2 separate regions of the Zea mays genome follow, and region 2 is linked to region 1. The links are chromatin contacts, called in public Hi-C maps. All regions are on one chromosome and are shown on one strand. Each heading gives the region's core, a stretch centred on a gene start, on an enhancer-like site or on the middle of the called end of the contact. The rest is flanking DNA. Distances are from core to core; before and after follow the strand shown.

Region 1 (6,004 bases), core at 1,500-3,999:
GAGTCTGGGGGATCTCACCCCTGCTGCTGATGAAATACCTTTTGCTGAATGGTGGAGAAAGGTGCTTAAAAACAGAAGGAAAGGCTTCAATAGCCTCATAATTTTGGGGTTGTGGTCTTATGGCTTACTAGAAATAAAGTTGTCTTCGATGGAGTGTACCCTTCCTTGAGCTCTGTTAAAAGTTTGTTTCTAAATGAGTTAAGTTGTTGGGAGAGGGCTGGGGCTAAGCTATTCCTGCTATTATTAGTAGGGTCTACGCTGGTTTTTTTTCCTTTTTGGTCAAGTGTTTTGGCTTGCCCTAAGGGCAATGTATTTTGGTCCTCTTGGACCTTTTCCTCTCTTAATATAATGACGTGTAGTCTTGCGCGTTCGAGAAAAAAAGATTGGGAGCAAATCATACTTGTATATGCAATGGCTTTATCTAATGCACCATCTATATTATTCATGCAAGAGAACCTTAATGTCTGCAATTTGTTGAAGGTATTTATGCATATGTATGAAATAAAAAAAATAACCATGCATGTTTCGAAGTCAAACATTCTTCTTAAGCACAACAGAAACTTCCAAAGCAGCAAAATCTGAGCATGAAAATATTCTGCGAAAATCAAGCATATCATATTCATCTAATAAAACAGGCCAACAAAGGAGTGAAATCAGAATGGTTGCTACCATCTGGTTCCTCTCATCAGTGTCTGGATCTGTAGATGTGTCAGTCATAGGGCTACCAGCCATAGCTGACTCTCCCCAATTCTCCATGTTACCAGTTGGTAACGCCACCAGAATTGGTTGTGCTCCTGTTTGCTGTGCTGACAGCTGAGGGTCAATTCTTGTTGCAGCTGTTGTTGCTTCTGTAGTATTTATATGAGGAGAAATAGACTACAAATAGGGAAACAAAACTGTGTCAGCTCCTGATATGGATGGCAGTATGGAACATCACTAAATTAACAGGCTTTTGATCAGTGGCCAGAATTTTAATTGTGTCCTGCATACCTTTCCGTAATTTCCAAACTGAAGAGGACTGTTGTCAATCGTATGAGAATTTGGCTTCAGATTGAACAAGGCATCTGAATATGAGAAAATAAACGAGAATCGTTCAAACCATGGGTAATTGAACAGAAAAGCTAGTAATTCATCTACGTCCTTAGAACTAATCCACTGCTTGTATGATAGGGGTTGCAGTTGTGTACAGTACGGTGGCAATGCTTGTGAAGCGAGACCTTTCCAATTTTGCAGCTTACAGGTACACATAGTAAACAGAAATTATACCTTTGGTAACTGCTGTGAGCAAGCATACCAATAACCGAGTGACAGAGTACAACTAGCTATCAGATTTAAAAATGTAGGCCAGATGCATATGAGTAGAATACAAATATTCCCAAAGCTGAAAAAAATACATATTACACATGACTGAACTTCTGACACCAAAAGAACATATATAAGAAGTAATTTCTAGCATATTTGATTGGGAACTGAAAACATACTTGCATTAAGGTTAGCAAGATCTTCTATTCGGAATCCAGCAGACTGTGCAAGTGCCCCAAAGTCAGTAACTCGAGAAGGTTGCATGCTGTTCACATCTGCGCCTGCGCGACTGAAAAGGCATTGTTCATCAAAATAAAATATTGAGCACAAAAAAGTATATACATTTCTTTTTAGAAAAAAGGTTTTGCACAGCAAAAAAAAACACACTTTATATTTTAGCATGCAGAGATGAATTTTCTTTTATCGTTCTATGTTAACCTGACATTCAATTGCATTGATTGCTGCTTGAGATGCACAGTGCAATCTATCCCACGCAGTATACCAAATCTACTAATGTTTCACTAACCCATGATATAAGTTGGGTTGCGCATGCCCAACCCTAGGCCCCTCTTCTGCCATCATGAAGGTATGGACCTACCACCGTGATGATCTCCGGTACCCTGGCTGGGGACATGCATATGTTGTCCAGTGATCAGTGACAACAAGCCAAGCCTCTGACAGTTGACCAGGGCAAGCCGCCAAACTGTTACTGTTAGGCCAGTGCAGTGAAGTGAAGCAGCATGGCATGGCACATCAATGAAATCCATTGCTCATCTCAGTCCTTGCACAGTTGCACTACCAGAGCATAAGGCCAACAGAAACCTTACTACAGATAAAGGTTACCGTCTAACTATTACAAACACATGAGGTCAGGTGAGGGTTTAGTCTATTCAGGAAAAGGAAAAAAGCAATCGACTTTTTCCTCCTGGAAAGCAGAGGCAATCACCGCCGCAATCCATGCGCAGCGCAGTGCAATGATCAATTAACTAGAAAGTAATCAACTACAATGAGGGATCAAATGATGCTCTTGCACGGACTAGTGAGACAAGCACAGTAGCACGCGGAAACGGGAGGAGGGCCGGTGGACGAGGGGAGAAAAGAAACCATGAGCAAGTAAATGAAGAAGGCGGTGTGGCGCGGGAACATACATGGCGTGCTGCGTTGGCCCAAAGCTCGGCATCGCCCCGCCCGCATCTTCCGCCGCCGCCCCCGACCCTCCCCGTCTACTCTCCATCGGCCACCATGCAACCGCCCGGCGCCGCCGTCGCCTCACCTCGCCGCAGGCCCGCGCACCCAAACAAGCATCGCGAGCCAGGCGGAAGCAAAGAGTTTCTGCCTCCGGGAGAAGACTGTAGCGCCAGCAGGGTCCTGTCGAAAAGGTTGGGGGGTTTTGCACGGCCCGATCAGTGGGACGATCTGACAGGGGCTGTGTTGTGAGGTGATTGAGGACTGGTGGGTTGAGAAAGCAAAGCAGCCGGTTGTGTTTGGGCGAAGCGAGGAGGAGGAGATGGAGGACTCCACTCCAGCGGCGTCAGGGGGTTGCCAATGCCTCGAACTGCGGACATTTTTATAATGATTTCTCGGGCTTGCGAGTCCCCACCGCCACTGGAGGAGGAGTGACGTTTGGACCATACCAATCTCTAGGCGGGCGGGAGGCATCCCATGCTTCCGCGCACGCAGTGGCCACCGCTGAGGCTGGCTCAGTGATGCGTGCCCCGTTTTGGTAGCGCAGCTCCGGGTCCGGGAGCAGGTCGCAACAAAAAAACCAAAACGGGACGGGATCAGAGGTCGCCGCTCCGCTCTCTTGCTCTCTCTGAATCCGCTTTGAGAAGCTACGCCAAACGCCTTGTAGAAACAACACATTCCGCCCGGCCCCCCTCCTAGTCCTACGGGCGAGCTGTTGGGCACGGGACATGGAGCCACCGCCAAGGCTTCAGGATGGGCGGGAAGAAGACGGGAGGCACGAAGACATCAAGCTCGCGCTGGGTAGAACCGTAGGAAAGAAAGCAAACTATTCTTATGGAGTTTTATTTCCAGAGTTTCATTTGAAAAAGATATATCAACTCTCTATAGGCCGTGAAATTAATTTTCTATAAAACAAAAATACAGAACCAAACTTTTTTATTGAAGACAACAGTAATTTCGAAAATAATTATACACAAGTTCTTTTGTTAAAATTGGCACAAGACATTGTACAACTAGTATACTCCAGTATACTTTCGGCAGGCAAACTACTGGCGGCATGAAATGAATATTTGCTTTGTTGTCTGCCTTGCCCTCCTCGCCACAGACGATCAGGAGCTCTGGATGCAGATTTCTTCCCCCCGCTTTGATAATTCTGCACTACTAACCTCCGCGCCATTTCCCACGATTTGTTTAGCGCTCAACTAACCCCCTCGGGAGCGCCACCGGCTTGCAGTTCTTTATCATATCTTTCACGTCACAGACGTCCGGATTTTCGTTTCGTGTCGCATAGCTCAAACCTGTGCAGCAAAATGAAAAAAGATCATAGACTTTTTGCTTCTCTACTGTTACTCTCTTTCTGTAAAGAGGGGGAAAATTGACGAATAATTCTCATGGCATGTGCAATGCTGAGTTGAACATAAAAAAACGATTAAGAATACAACAGTGTCACTAAACCATAAATGTACTAACTCTGAAAACAGCTCAAAAGACAAGAAATATGCTTTTTGGAAAAACAGTTTATTTGAGAAGCGGGTGAAAAAGAGCTTCTATTTATTGTCTGCTTTTAGTTAATTCTAAAAAAACAGCTGAACTAATAAACTATTGCAATAATGTCATATTTAGTATAGCTTCCGATTAAAATTGTGAACAGTCATGCCAAACATAGCCTCGTAGTTTCATCCTTCGAGCCGAACCGAGTGTACGCAATCATTTAGAAAACGTTGATGTCGTGAAACTCTCAAGAGTGACCTACTCTCCACCTAAAAGCAAGGTTAATAATAAAGCCCATAGAAAGCTTTCTGTTGCATGTCACGTATAACCAACTAAAAACTTACTTATATATAATAACCCTTAAATGATACAAATTCTACATTTAATCCTTAACCTACCTCTTACTTATTCTCACAGACTGTCTTGAAGTTTGTGAACAACTCACTTTCAGCTACCTAGTACTCCCTCGTCATATATCTTAAGTTCACAAAAATTTGTCCCAAGTCAATGTTTTTAAACTTTGACCAACAATATCTAAAAAATAATTACTTTTAAATTACAGAAATTATAGATTGTGGTAGATGTTTTAATAATAAATCTAATAGTTTCGTTTTTTATTTGGTCAATATTTATGGTTATTTTGTTATTAACTGTCAAAGTTGAAAACATTTGACTTATGGCATGCCTTCACGACCTTAAGATATGGGACGGGGGGAGTAGTAAGCAACCTGCTTCCATTCTCTCTATTTTTTACCATGTTACTATAAATTTTACGTAGCCTCACTTACAACTCACCTATGTCACTTTATTTTACTTGCTCTTAAAATCGTGTTCAGTAGGTTACTCATATGATTATCCAAAACACTATTTTGCAATGTTCGCAAAATGAAGTTTGAAATAGGACGGCTAAGATGATGGGAATAGTCTAATTGCAATGCCACATTAGTATTTTACAGTATTGACCTAACACCTTAATTATTACCATCAAAATTAAACCACCCACATTAGGACTATCTTTGGGCGTTCAGTTAATTTCGTTGAAATCAGTTTGGTTGAATCATTTATCAACTTTGGCTAATCTATTAGTAGTAAAATATATACTCCCTCCGTTCTTTTTTATTTATCTCGTTTTAATTCAAAAATAAACTAACGGACGACAAATATTCGAGAACGAATGTAGTATTATACTTCAGTTATACATGATGTAAGAATTTAAATGTATTGGAAATGGAAAGCACCTAACAATAAAACGGATCATGTAATAAAACAAAACAAAAGGCAACACATATATGTATAATGCTCTTAACAAAAAAAGTATTATAGAAATGCATTTAAATTAATTTGCAGATGGGTACAATTTTAGTATTTAATGTAATAGTTAAAAAGATGTTTGGTCAATACCAGCTTAAAACTGAATAAATTTTAAATAGCGCCCAAGTCTTTCACCAAATAGATTAAGAATGGTTTGCGCTTGGCGATGACGTAGGGCACGCAACAGATTCACTGGACTGGCCGGGAGAGGAGTGGTATGTAGGACGTGACGTCGCCATGGATCGTTTGAGCTCGAGCCAGTCGTGTTCTCTTGGCAGCAGGAGAAATGGAGAATCCCGGCGCACAGAGATGCATGGCTCTGTTGTTTTATCCGGTTACAGTCTGCCTCGGTCGGTCAGCTTCTATTGTACTACATGCTGAGGTTGGATTTCTCAGTACTATGCGAACTGGTTGGTATGCCGTTTTCAACAAGGTAAACACATGTCATCGTCGTCTGCTGGAGTGCAGGGAGATCAGTCGCGTACGATTATTTGAGGGGTTGTAGGCTTGTAGCATGAGGTGGCAGGCATGGAGCCGTAACGTATAATAGTACTCTATACTATGCATTTGTCAGCTCTCCCGTCTTGTCAAGGAGGGGAGGGGGACTCAAATCAAGACGAGAGCCATGTGCTTATGCTATGCCTAGATCTAACGGGATTCGATCGGTAACCACGAGATGGTTGGTAAAATGATGGCCACATTGGAGTCACGTGAT
Region 2 (5,666 bases), core at 2,098-4,597, 140 kb before region 1:
GTCGGGAACAGGGGTGTCAAGGCGGATTGGCTCGAATGATGTCGGAAAAATGGGGTCAAATAGATAGATGTGAGGACAAGGCCGAGAGCTCAAGACTAAGGACGAGAGTCAAGAGGACCGAGCCAATCTAACGAGTAACGAGGAAACTCAGACATACGGGACTGTTTTAGACGTACGGGACTGTTTTAGCTCATCCAATTTTCTATTTTTCTGTACTTAACATTAGGTATAAGAGGTTTTAAAAATTGAGGGGACCATGGCTCACTTTGCCCGCCCTATCTGTCCACCCCTAACTCTAGATGGAGTGAGGCCAACTTAAATAATTGAGTTATTTCTAAATGATTGAAGCTATTGAGGAGAGGAAATGTGACAACAAGGGTGCGCTCGCCTCGCTGGGTGATGGGCGCGGGCGCACAACATGCATGTGAATGGTCCGATGATTTATCACTTCCGACCTTTTAGGTGCGCGACTTTTTTCTGCTGCTTGATATTTTTGCATGCACGAAGAAACTGCGCTGCTCTATTTTGATAAGCAATTATTCTTGTATTAATTGTGATTGATCTCATATTAGTGTTGTGATTACATGGCTAATTATTTGCCTTAGCTGTGTCGTCTGTATATAATGGGAGCGAGACGTCATCCTCAATACAGACTTTCTAAGCCTCATTCTAAAGTGTCGTGCTACCCTCGTCTTCCCCATTTCGCTGTTAACGTGCCATCAACGTTGGGAGAGCAGGATCTCTAAAGCCTACGTTCCCTCGTGTCCCTGCACGGGATAGGCGTTGTATATGGTTTTTGGGAAGCGTGTTGCGATTGTTCATTGTTCGTCTGCTTCCTCTACATCGACGTCGTGCTTCTCGTCGATCTACTTTGAAAGTCGCCTAGAGGGGGGGGTGAATAGGGCGAATCTGAAATTTATAAACTTAAGCGCAACTATAAGTCGGGTTAGCGTTAGAAATATAAGCGAGTCCGAGAGAGAGGGTGAAAAACAAATCGCAAGCAAATAAAGAGTGAGACACAAGGATTTGTTTTACCGAGGTTCAGTTCTTGCAAACCTACTCCCCTTTGAGGTGGTCACAAAGACCGGGTCTCTTTCAACCCTTTCCCTCTCTCAAACGATCACTTAGACCGAGTGAGCTTCTCTTCTCAATCACACGGGACACAAAGTCCCCGCAAGGACCACCACACAATTGGTATCTCTTGCCTTGTTTACAATTGAGTTGATCACAAGAAAGAATGAGAAAGAAAAGAAGCAATCCAAGCGCAAGAGCTCAAATGAACACAAATGTCACTCTCTTTAGTCACTATTTGATTTGGAGTGATTCCGGACTTGGGAGAGGATTTGATCTCTTTGGTTGTGTCTAGAATTGAATGCTATAGCTCTTGTAATGTGTTGGAAGATGGAAAACTTGGATGCAATGAATGGTGGGGTGGTTGGGGTATTTATAGCCCCAACCACCAAAAGTGGCCGTTGGAAGGCTGTCTGTCGCATGGCGCACCGGACAGTCCAGTGCGCCACCGGACACTGTCCGGTGCGCCTGCCACGTCACCTGACCGTTAGGGTTCGACCGTTGGAGCTTTTGTCTTCTGGGCCACCGGACAGGTCCTGTAGACTGTCCGGTGCGCCTTCTAGCGCTGCTCTGACTCTGGCGCACACTGTAGCGCATTCAATGCGGTTGCAGACGACCGTTGGCGCTGAAGTAGTCGTTGCTCCGCTGGCACACCGGACAGTCCGGTGTAGCACCGGACAGTCCGATGAATTTTAGCGGAGTGGCTCCCAGAATTCCCGAGACTGGCGAGTTCGGAGTTGGAGTTCCCTGGTGCACCGGACACTGTCCGGTGGTGCATCGGACAGTCCGGTGTGCCAGACCAGGGCTGCCTTTGATTATCTTTTGCTCCCTTTGTTTGAACCCTTTCTTTGTGTCTTCATTGGCCTATTGTGAACCTTTGGCACCTGTAAAACTTATAATCTAGAGCAAACTAGTTAGTCCAATTATTTGTGTTGGACAATTCAACCACCAAAATCAATTAGGAAAAGGTGTAAGCATATTTCCCTTTCATATTTCGTCTACTCTCGCGTTGTTCTAGCGCTGACAACCTCACTGTAAAATGTCTATACTTTCTCTGTCGTTTATTCTCGTTTTCCTTCATTCACTCTCACTAGATTATGAACTACTAGTGAGTTATTCATTTTCGAAACATGTTGTAGTTGCTCTTATTATTGTCGGAATCAATTTGTTCATCACTAAATTGCTTCTATTTACAACAGCTCTAAGGCACATACAACTTGGAGTCTTGGATCGGTTTTTAAAGTATAAGAGACAGTTAAAATACAACATGATAAACCTAGACCTTTAGATCATAAATATAGCTAAAAAATAATATGTATAAAAAGTCATATATTGATGGACTCTTCACAAATAGTCCGTCTCTTTTTTTCTTACTTTTAGACCCTTAGAGGCCTATCAAGATACCACTAATTAATGAGGTTGCACATGCCTTAAGGATTTTGTAACTTAGGGTTAGTTTAGGAACTCTATTTTCTCAAGGAATTTCTATTTTACCAAGTGAAAATAAAATATTTCTCTTGGTAAAATAGAACCCCCTAGAAAAATGTGGTTTCTAAACTAGTCTTTAATGTAGAAACCTAGTTGCCTCTTTTTTTATTCTTATCTTTAAATCGATTGTAAGTTTACTATTTTTTCTGTCTTCTTTTCTCCCTCTTCCACCTAAGTATTTAGCACGTTTATAGCCTCCTACCATCCCAATCCAAACGGTACAAAGTCAACGATCACATACATGGCGGTGGAAAATTCTGTACATACGTTTCCTTGGGTGCAACAGTTGCGCATTGATCGACGACTAGTACCTCCTCCGTGATAGACGCGAGCAACCTATATGCACATGGAGCCATCCTTACACGCTAAATTGGAGCAACTTCACGTATTTTCTATAAATAACATGCTAAATTAATAAATTTAGCAATGTAATAACATAAGTAGTAACCATAATTTATTTCTCTCTCTAATAATTTATTATAGTACGTCCTTCGTTTTTTATTTGTTTCAAAATCAACTAAAGAGCGACAAATATTTTAAAACGTATAAATAAATAATTGGGAACTTGGACTATTTTTAACCGACCTAGCATATTTTAACTGTTTCTTTTCTCTATCTCTTATCATTTTCTCACCTGAAAAAGTTCGCAGCTTCACCGAACGAAAATGTCCTGTCGTTCCCTTTCCAACCCCGTCTCCGTCTCCGCCCGCCACAACAATATCGCATTGACAGATCGTTCATCGTAGCCTCCTCCAGTCGTCTCCCGGGATCTTCTCCGGCTATAAATTTCCGCCCCAATTCCCCAATCCAGATGCGCAAACATCGAATCGTCTCGCTCGTGGCTGCCCTGCTCATACTGCTTGCCCTCGCCGTATCGTCCACCCGCAACGCACAGGAGGATTCCATGGCCGACAACACCGGGACGTTGGCGGGCGGCATCAAGGACGTGCCGGGGAACGAGAACGACCTTCACCTCCAGGAACTCGCCCGCTTCGCCGTCGATGAGCACAACAAGAAGGCCGTAAGCCCTCAACCCCCTTTGCCTGTTTGCTACCCCTTCTCTGTGACGTGCCCGTGTTCTGCTGGCATTGAGATCGTCTGCAGTTACCTCCCCTGCAGTTGGGTCACTGATGTGTGGCCCCGGCCATGGCATCGAGCATTTGCGATACAGACACAAACAAACGAAAAATTTGCTATTTTAGCCTTTTTAACGTGGGCTAAATACTATTATGTGACCCTCTGTCTATGATTTATGGGACCATCTGTGTCTATGATTTGTGGGCCTGGGTCTAAAATAGAGAAGTTCACAACTGAGAGTGATAAAATAGCAAATTCCCCACAAACAAAGATGGCTCAGTATGTAATCTAGGCTGAAGATTTCTGCGGCACATTGAATTTCATATTGTCGCTTGGATTACGAGTAATCACGTATCACCACCCAAGAGGTCACCTGAGCCATTGACCAGCAGTACTAATATTGAACTTTGAAGCCTAGTCAGATCAGATATTAATAAATTCGATGTTTTATGATAGTGATACTCGGTAGAGGTAAAGAAATAAAGGTGGTTCAAGATTTACCACTATCGTTATGCAATCACAAAACAAATGGTACTAATTTATTGTTTGTATGGAATAATTGGTATCTTGCAACTCAGAATGTTGACTGATTAGTCAGATCTACTGTGTGCTAACTCAGAATGTTGATTGATTAGTCAGATCTATTGTTTTATGATAATGATACTCGGTAGAGGTAAAGAAATAGAGATCTATGCTAATGTTTTGGTCCACGGCAAATACGAAATTTTGGATTGCAAATAACCTTCTGCGTTGGCGCTGTGCAGAATGCTCTTCTGGGGTTCGAGAAGCTTGTGAAGGCCAAGACACAAGTGGTTGCTGGCACGATGTACTATCTCACTATTGAAGTGAAGGATGGCGAAGTGAAGAAGCTCTACGAAGCTAAGGTCTGGGAGAAGCCATGGGAGAACTTCAAGGAGCTGCAGGAATTCAAGCCTGTTGAAGAGGGTGCTAGCGCCTAAGGTAGATTTGTGCATGTTTTACATACTATCTGGCCCAGTTCTGTTCTGTTCATTGCTGAACGATGCATCTTCCAGTCCTTTTGTATTAGGTTTTTAGCTGTTCACCAGTCGTTGGGAGAGTTTTATCTTACATGGTACATTGATCAAAATCTACCAATTGCAGGATCTCTCCTTCTCCATGTGCGAGCCTGAAGCTCAAAGCAAAGTTGCAGAATAAGGAGCCACCTCCCAACATGCTAGACCATGCTCCCTTGTGTAATTTCATAAGACTACAACCCTTTTAGGGCTTGTTCGTTTGTGTCTGTGTCTAAGGGAATTGAAGGTGATTAAATTTCCTTCTATACAAATAGAGGGGCTTTAATCCACTCCAATACTTTTCAATCCACGCCTAACCGAACAAGCCCTTAATATGATATCTTAGATTGCCGTACCTGTGTAATATCATGAATAAAATTTGCTATTATGGATTCTAAGGTTTATGAACTACCATACATGGCAGAATCCTCATGTTACTTTGCTGAAATCTTTGTTGGAAGTTGGAACGTACATGGCAGAATTCTCACATTACTTGGCTCAAGTCTTCGGCTTGGAAGTTTACATGCAGATTTTTTGGTCACATGACGATCCCATCCAATCTCAGCTTGGTCAATTCAGATTATACCTTGTAAACCAAGCAAGCGCCTGAGTGCATAGTCAGCTCACCAGATGACCAGAGAGAATATGTTTGCGATCACTTCGAAGCTGTTTGAGTGCCGTATACTTCAGGATAGTCAAAAGTTTCGCGTTCGAATCCAGTTTGTTCTTCGTTTACGATGAGTACGATTGTTGCGTTTGACATCTATAGCTCATAAGACGAGCTAAAATTTGCGACAGCCACCAAAGTCATTTAATGTCTGTTTAGTTCAGTTTTCTAAACTAGATTCGCTATAAAATTTTTATAATCATCTTCTAACCTAATTTTTTCAAATTCTTGTCATCCATATTAGAAGCTATTTTGCTCCTACGCAATCTATAACTATAGATAGTCGCTTCAACTAAACATCTATATAGTCCTTTATTTCAATTCATAAT

Evidence for each region. A called contact is a pair of places that touch in the nucleus more often than the background predicts.
Region 2: a Hi-C map of leaf shows a contact between it and region 1, with 4 times the contacts expected there. The contact joins the promoter of LOC100101525 here to the promoter of LOC542407 in region 1. A contact is called at or near these places in 2 of 25 Hi-C or Micro-C datasets (leaf and tassel).

Annotation. Positions count from the first base shown.
Region 1 is chr8:177,765,965-177,771,968 of Zm-B73-REFERENCE-NAM-5.0, reverse strand. It overlaps LOC542407 (octopine synthase binding factor 3), which reads right to left and starts at 2,749. Exons shown (of 11, transcript NM_001111978.2): 1 at 2,451-2,749; 2 at 1,482-1,591; 3 at 991-1,064; 4 at 670-876. The coding sequence starts at 2,536.
Region 2 is chr8:177,909,875-177,915,540 of Zm-B73-REFERENCE-NAM-5.0, reverse strand. It overlaps LOC100101525 (cystatin 2), which reads left to right and starts at 3,347. Exons shown (of 3, transcript NM_001112543.1): 1 at 3,347-3,580; 2 at 4,401-4,596; 3 at 4,759-4,794. The coding sequence starts at 3,371. The coding sequence ends at 4,595.